Linked DNA regions of Rattus norvegicus: region 1 is linked to region 2. A link is a contact called in public Hi-C data. All regions are on one chromosome and are shown on one strand. Each heading gives the region's core, a stretch centred on a gene start, on an enhancer-like site or on the middle of the called end of the contact. The rest is flanking DNA. Distances are from core to core; before and after follow the strand shown.

What was found. A called contact is a pair of places that touch in the nucleus more often than the background predicts.
Region 1: a Hi-C map of liver shows a contact between it and region 2, with 2.5 times the contacts expected there. The contact joins two enhancer-like sites. A contact is called at or near these places in 3 of 12 Hi-C or Micro-C datasets (kidney and liver).

The regions. Positions count from the first base shown.
Region 1 is chr2:106,783,050-106,786,187 of GRCr8, reverse strand. The region is part of intron 1 of Tbl1xr1 (TBL1X/Y related 1); the gene reads right to left. Among named protein-coding and RNA genes, the nearest start is that of Tbl1xr1, 54 kb to the right of the region's middle. Within about 2 kb of position 1,432, at least 3 of the 93 cell types and tissues checked have an H3K27ac peak or open chromatin away from gene starts, as enhancers often do. A contact at or near this core is called in liver, where this site is marked.
Region 2 is chr2:106,641,400-106,644,546 of GRCr8, reverse strand. No RefSeq gene overlaps it. Among named protein-coding and RNA genes, the nearest start is that of Tbl1xr1, 88 kb to the left of the region's middle. Within about 2 kb of position 1,511, at least 7 of the 93 cell types and tissues checked have an H3K27ac peak or open chromatin away from gene starts, as enhancers often do. A contact at or near this core is called in liver, where this site is marked.

The DNA of each region.
Region 1 (3,138 bases), core at 183-2,682, 140 kb before region 2:
TTATAATGTGTAATGCACTATGACCCATTTATGACTGGGTCTCTGTCAGCTTCTCCTCTACCTTGGCCTTCACTCCTCTGTCGCCGCCTCCACGTGCCACTGACATTCTAATACTAGAAATGCACTGTGCAAAAAGGTTCTTCTCTCAAACCTAGCCCCATTCCTGCAGAGTTCAACCCACAGCAGCCTGGTCAGGACCATCCAAAGGGAGGGCGCTCCCTCAGCATACCTCTCTTCCCATAGCCGTCTAGCATGACTGCCCAGCCTTTTCTATACATCAGGGCCCATTTGTTAACCTTGCTATTCCTCTATTAACTAAGAATGGCAACTGGAAGATGTGGAGCTCTTTGGATTCACTGTTCTAACAGGACAGGTGAGGGTCTAGGCACAGACCAAACACACCAACTGAAGAGGCAGTGGCTGGCTGCTATTCTCATGACTTTTCACACCACTTCCAGAAGGTGGCAGGGACAGACTGACATTCCACTAACAGAAAACTAAAGTACACCTCATGAATTACAAAGCTAACTTTATAGACTGTTAAACTTCATTCAGTCTCCAAACAAAATAGTTGTTTTTTTAAATCGATTATCAGCATTTACCTAAAGTAAGTAATGCAATAATCTCAGAAAAGGCCTTTAGCACAGACATTGCAGCTAAGCGTCTTCCCAGTAATGCCACTAACACATAACCAGGTTTTAACATAAAAATTAGGCTTTTTATTTATGAAAAAAAATCTTCAAAATAACAAAATTATTTTGACTGGTTTCTAACAATAAATTCATTTGGCTCACTGATTTGAAACATGGCTACTGACCGACGAAAAGTACAAACACAGGGAGGAGCATGGCCTGAGTCCAGTAGCCTGTGCCACAAAGTATACTTAAAGAAAGCAGACAGCAGTTCCCATTCTGTGTGGAAATTCTGGAAGTCACATTTAGACCTGAGGAAAAATTAAAATCTTACCAGAGCTGATTGTGTTAAGATGGACACAGCATGCATAGCTGCAAGTTCACCCCAACTCCATAAATAAGAAGGTGAAGAAGATTGTATTAAATGAATTCCTGGGAAATGTCACAGAATTCCAAGTGCATTCCACTATTACATGATTTCCAAGATGATAAAAGGACCAATTCCAAATGGTGCCATTTTTAAGGAAGCTATATATGTAAATTAGCTCTAACTGATCCTTTCTCATTTGCTGATTTTAAAAAAATTATCAGTTACTTTCCTCACGTGCCTGACAATCCTCCAGGGTGGAATAAAAAGTCTTTGTAACAGTGTACACTACACTGAGCTCACAGTCACAGACACACACACACACACACACACACACACACACACACACGCACACACACACACACAGTGCTTACCAGACATCCAGCATAGGATGAGGTGGGGGTAGCTCCCCCTTCAGGAAGATTTTAGAGATGCAGTCTGGGCTCAGCTGCAGTCAGAAGCCTCAGTAAGCACCAGTCCTTGCTTTCACTTCCATTGTTATTCAAGTTACTTGGGGAAATTAGAGCCAAACAGTTGTATACTTTAACCTTACATTTTCTAAAACTGAACAATTTTTAAGACCAAAATCCATACAGAGATACCTAAGCACCTGGTTCAGTTGAGTCAATCCTGTGGGGCATGAAGCAGCTGTGCCTTCCATTGAACATAAAAATAAACCACCGCGTACAAATAGAGCAAAAGGTTACCAAAGACTTCAAAAGCTGCCTGCTCAAATTCAACTACAGCAAAGTTTCTAAATTAAAGAGTGGTCAACTGTGAGTCAAGTTTGTTATTAGTTCCCTCTCTCAACATTTGGGAGGTAGGATCAGCAGTTCAAGGCTGGCCCTACCACATGAGACTCTGTCAAAACAAACAAAATTAACAAGGTCAAAGTTTAGGTTGTATAAGTTTTAGGTTTCAGCCAGGAATGCTGGCACACACCCATAAGTCACAGGCAATACAGAACTATTCAGACCATATCTCAAAAAAAACAGGAAAAGGCTTCAGTTCACTGTAACAGAAGTTCAACAAACGTTTGCTGTTATTAAAAAACAAGAACAATAACAAAGAATTTCAAGATTCATGTAAGAAAAAGTCTATTACTTTTTAAAATGTGTGAGTACATCACTATTGTCCAGGTGTAACAAATTGCTCCTTTCCTCTTAAATTACAAATTAGTGGTACAGTTCACAATGCCTAAGAAATACTAGATTTTTCGTGGCACAAAGATATTATGTGTTATGCCTTCAAAAACAAAACAAAACGGTAGTTTACGGGAATGAAACAAACGGCCAGGGAAAGGGAAGTTACAGGAACTGCAGAAGTATCTTAGTTAAAAGTGGGCAGGGGTTAGTGAAACAGAGGGGCTGATACTGTCCCCACTAGACCACATTCTTCCCAAGCACAGCTCAAGTAGGAGTCAAAGTTAGCATCAAGACTGTAAACAGCTAATTAGACCAGAGCAGTACAACATCAGTGAAAAGGATACTGTGTGACTGATAACTGCTATGGAAACGCCTCTACAGACTTAAACCTACATCACTCTGGCTCCTCACCATGGTGGGTCACATATCAGATATTACATTATAATTCCTAAGAGTAGCAAAATTACAGCTAAGAAGTAACAACAAAAGAATTCCATGGCTGGGGGTCACCACAACAGGAACAACTGTATCAAAGATCCACAGCTTTAGAAGGTTGAGAACCACTGATCTAGGGTAAGACCTGGACATCACGTCAAAGCCTCTCCCAAGGGACCAGAGGGGTGGAGAACCACTGGCTGAAAGCAGGGAAGAGTAGACCACGAGGTGTCCTTGTTACTCTAATTATTATCCTGTCAGAAGTGGACCAGAAGGATGGCTTCTTTTAGTATCAGACTGTACAGTAAGCAGAGAAGAGAAATAGAGAGAGACACAAGTGACCTGACAGCTATAGTCACCTCATTTCAAGACTAATGATGAGGAACCAAAAAAACTCCGTGTCTCTCCAAAATTCAATTACGAAGAAAGCATAATAAGGACCTTTCAAAGAGGCCACAGAAGAGTACAAAACAAACAAGATACCATGGAGATCTTCTAATAAGAGGCATAAAAGGAGACACAACATGAACTATTTTAATTTGCAGTTAGATACAGACAC
Region 2 (3,147 bases), core at 262-2,761:
TACATACACACATTCATACACATACAAACATATATATATACACACACATACAGACATATACATGTATACACACATACACATATACATGCATACAGACATACACACAAATAAACAAAAATAATAAATATAGTAGAGGCATACAGATCAAATTTGAGATGAGTGAATACACTGTTCCTAGAGCTCAGTTTCTTTGTGGGCAAATGCAGAATAGGAAGGCTCTCTTTTCTTCAGTGGAGAGATTCACAATCACATGGGGAAGATGGGGCTTAAGTCTGATGCAGTCAGAGGTAGGACATCCGGAGCTGCTTCTACTTGGGAAACGGAGACTGATGCCTTCTTTCAGGGTCATCTTCTAGAATATTCACTGGTTTGTTTCCTGTTTAACAGTTCTAAAGCATCTTTTTTTAGGGCTCCAGTTCTCCCAAATGCCCTGGATAAATTCTGTAGCAGCTTGGACTGATTTCATTTAGTCATTCAAAATTGGATGAGTAGACTTAGAGATTATAGACACACAGGCTGGTACAATTTTGGTCCTGACAGCCTCATAACAGCACTAAAGCAAAAATGACCAACCTAACCTTCTCTCCCCTCCCCCCTTCCTTCCTTCCTTCCTTCCTTCCTTCCTTCCTTTCTTTCTTTCTTTCTTTCTTTCTTTCTTTCTTTCTTTCTTTCTTTCTTTCCTTCTTTCCTTCTTTCCTTCTTTCCTTCTTTCTTTCTTTCTTCTTGACAGAGTCTCTCATTTAACCCAGGATGACATTCCCTTTCCTTCTCTCCCCTCCTCTCCCCTCCCCTCCCCTCCTCTCCCCTTCTCTCCCCTCCCCTCCCCCCCCCTCTCTCCCCCTTTCTTGACAGAGTCTCATATGTAACCTAGGCTGAGTTTCAACTTCTGATCATCTGGCTTCCATCTTCCTGTGTTAAGATTGCAGTCATGTGCTACTGTGTCCAGTGTATGCACTCCTGGGGGTTGAACCCAAAGCTTTGTGTAAGCTAGGCAGGCATTCTACTAACTAAGTTACTTCCCAGATGACAATAAAAAATAAAGCAAAACTGTTATGTCACCCTTGAACATTTTCTTTTAAAATCATAGTAGAAACCACAAATGACTTAGTATGGCTGTGTGTGTGCAATGATATATGAACTGCTTTCTTAGGTAGCCAAGGGCATAGGGCTGTTTGCCTGTGGCAGTCTTATCTGGGCCAACACTCCTTTTGGGTCACCCATTTAGATAAGTGGCCTCCTATTAGATAAGTGTTCACAACTCATTCCAAACTTGGCTTTTAATGTGCTTAAGTAAAATCTAGTGTAAGCTTCCTCATACACTCAATGACTAGGTAGAAACTAGAATTTTCCATTGTAAATCATGTCTTATCCTTTGATCTCTCTCGATTGTCTCAGAAAACAGTGACAACAGAACACATATTTCCTCTCCTGTTCAGTGTCCCTACCCCAACCGTATTCTCTTCTGGGAAGCTCTTAGGTCAGAAGAGAAAAGGTTGCATGGATTTTGCAATCCAGAGAGATCGAGCAAGAATAAAGGTCAGGGTTCCTGCTCAGAGAAGGAGATTGTGCCAAAACCCTTCCTTCTAAGCCTTAGTAAGTCACCCTTGGCCTGCTCTGCTTCGCTCTGTGGCTTTGACATTGATTTGTTTCAAGAACTCTTTCAGGACAAGCTACCTGGTGTGTGTTTTTCCTCTTTATGTCAGAACAACTTTCAGACTTACGTGGCATTCAAGTGTACCTCACAGTAGTCTGGTACAGATAGACTTCTCAGGGGACAGGTCTGTCTTTCTCCATTGTTTTGCAGGAGACAAACCTACTACCCTGTAAATGAGATTTGGCCCTTGTCTCACATTTAGTTACAAAGATTGCTTTACAAACTACTCGTTTTTTACATAATTGATAACTTTTTCTCATGGATATTTCCTTTACCTTATTTGTTCTTTTTTTGAGATGGGTTTCAGGTAGCATAGGTTGACCTATAATTGTTATTTAATGGAGAATGCCTTTGAACCTCTGATTCTTTTGCCTCCACCTCCCAGGATGTTGGAGTTGTAAGTGTGCATCACCACTGTCAGGGCTGGGTGTCCAGCCCAGGCTTCGTACATGCTACGTAAGCACTATAGCAGCTGAGCTACAAACTGCTTTTTACAAAATGCTGTATGTCTTTTTGCTGGGCATACTGGCACACGCCTTTAATTCCACAACTCAGGAGGCAGATGCAGGCAGATCTCTATGCGTTTGAGGCCAGCCTGGTCTGCAAAGAGAGTTCCAAGACATCCAGCACAACACAGTGAAACCCTGTCTTGGAGGGGGGAAAAAAAAAACGTAAACCAACGAAAAATTGTATTTTTAAAAGATAAGTAGTGTCACATAGATACAGTTGCTTAAAAAATTTAGGGAAACTTTTGAGCCTTTTAGAACATGCATTTCTCATAAAAGAACACTTACCATAAATAAAGAATTTTAACTAAATGTCATAATCTCAAGATTGAGGTTCTCTTGAAAATGCCTCCAACATAACAGTGGTAACCAGTAACTGATTAAGCCTCAAAGTTTAAAATGTACTTTTCTAGTTAGAGATGGAAAGATAGGAAGTTCAAGGCTATTCTTAACCATATAGCAAATTCTAGTTCAGACTATTCTATGTGAGATCCTGTCTCAAAAAAATAATTCAGAAAAAAATGTTATCATATCAATGAGCCATTTGTTCTTTCATACTCCTGTCATGTCACAGGTAGTGGCGAGTCAAGGTATCCAGAGGACAAAAGGTGTAGCTGAAAACTCTAAGGGCACAATCTCAGGATCCAGAGATTAAAGTTGCTGTAGTTACTTAACCTGTTTTTCTCTGGATCTGGCCAAGACTTGGTGGCTATAACTACACAGGAATGGGCATGATGGGTGAGTGACAACATCACTTGGTTATCCATGTGATACACAGTCTCATAGTTCATTTAGAATCCTCCCTGGTCTCTGAGAGGAAGTACTTGAAGAAGACTAGAGACTGAAGACAAGAGTTCAGCTCAGGTGTGCCAAAGGTCTGCCTGGCTCTGCTTTTCTGAAGGTGGAGACTGACATTTGCCCCAGTAACCAATCTGAACTGTTGTTTTTGAAATTCCAAGTTGATTTATAAACAGTACCTTAGTTCAA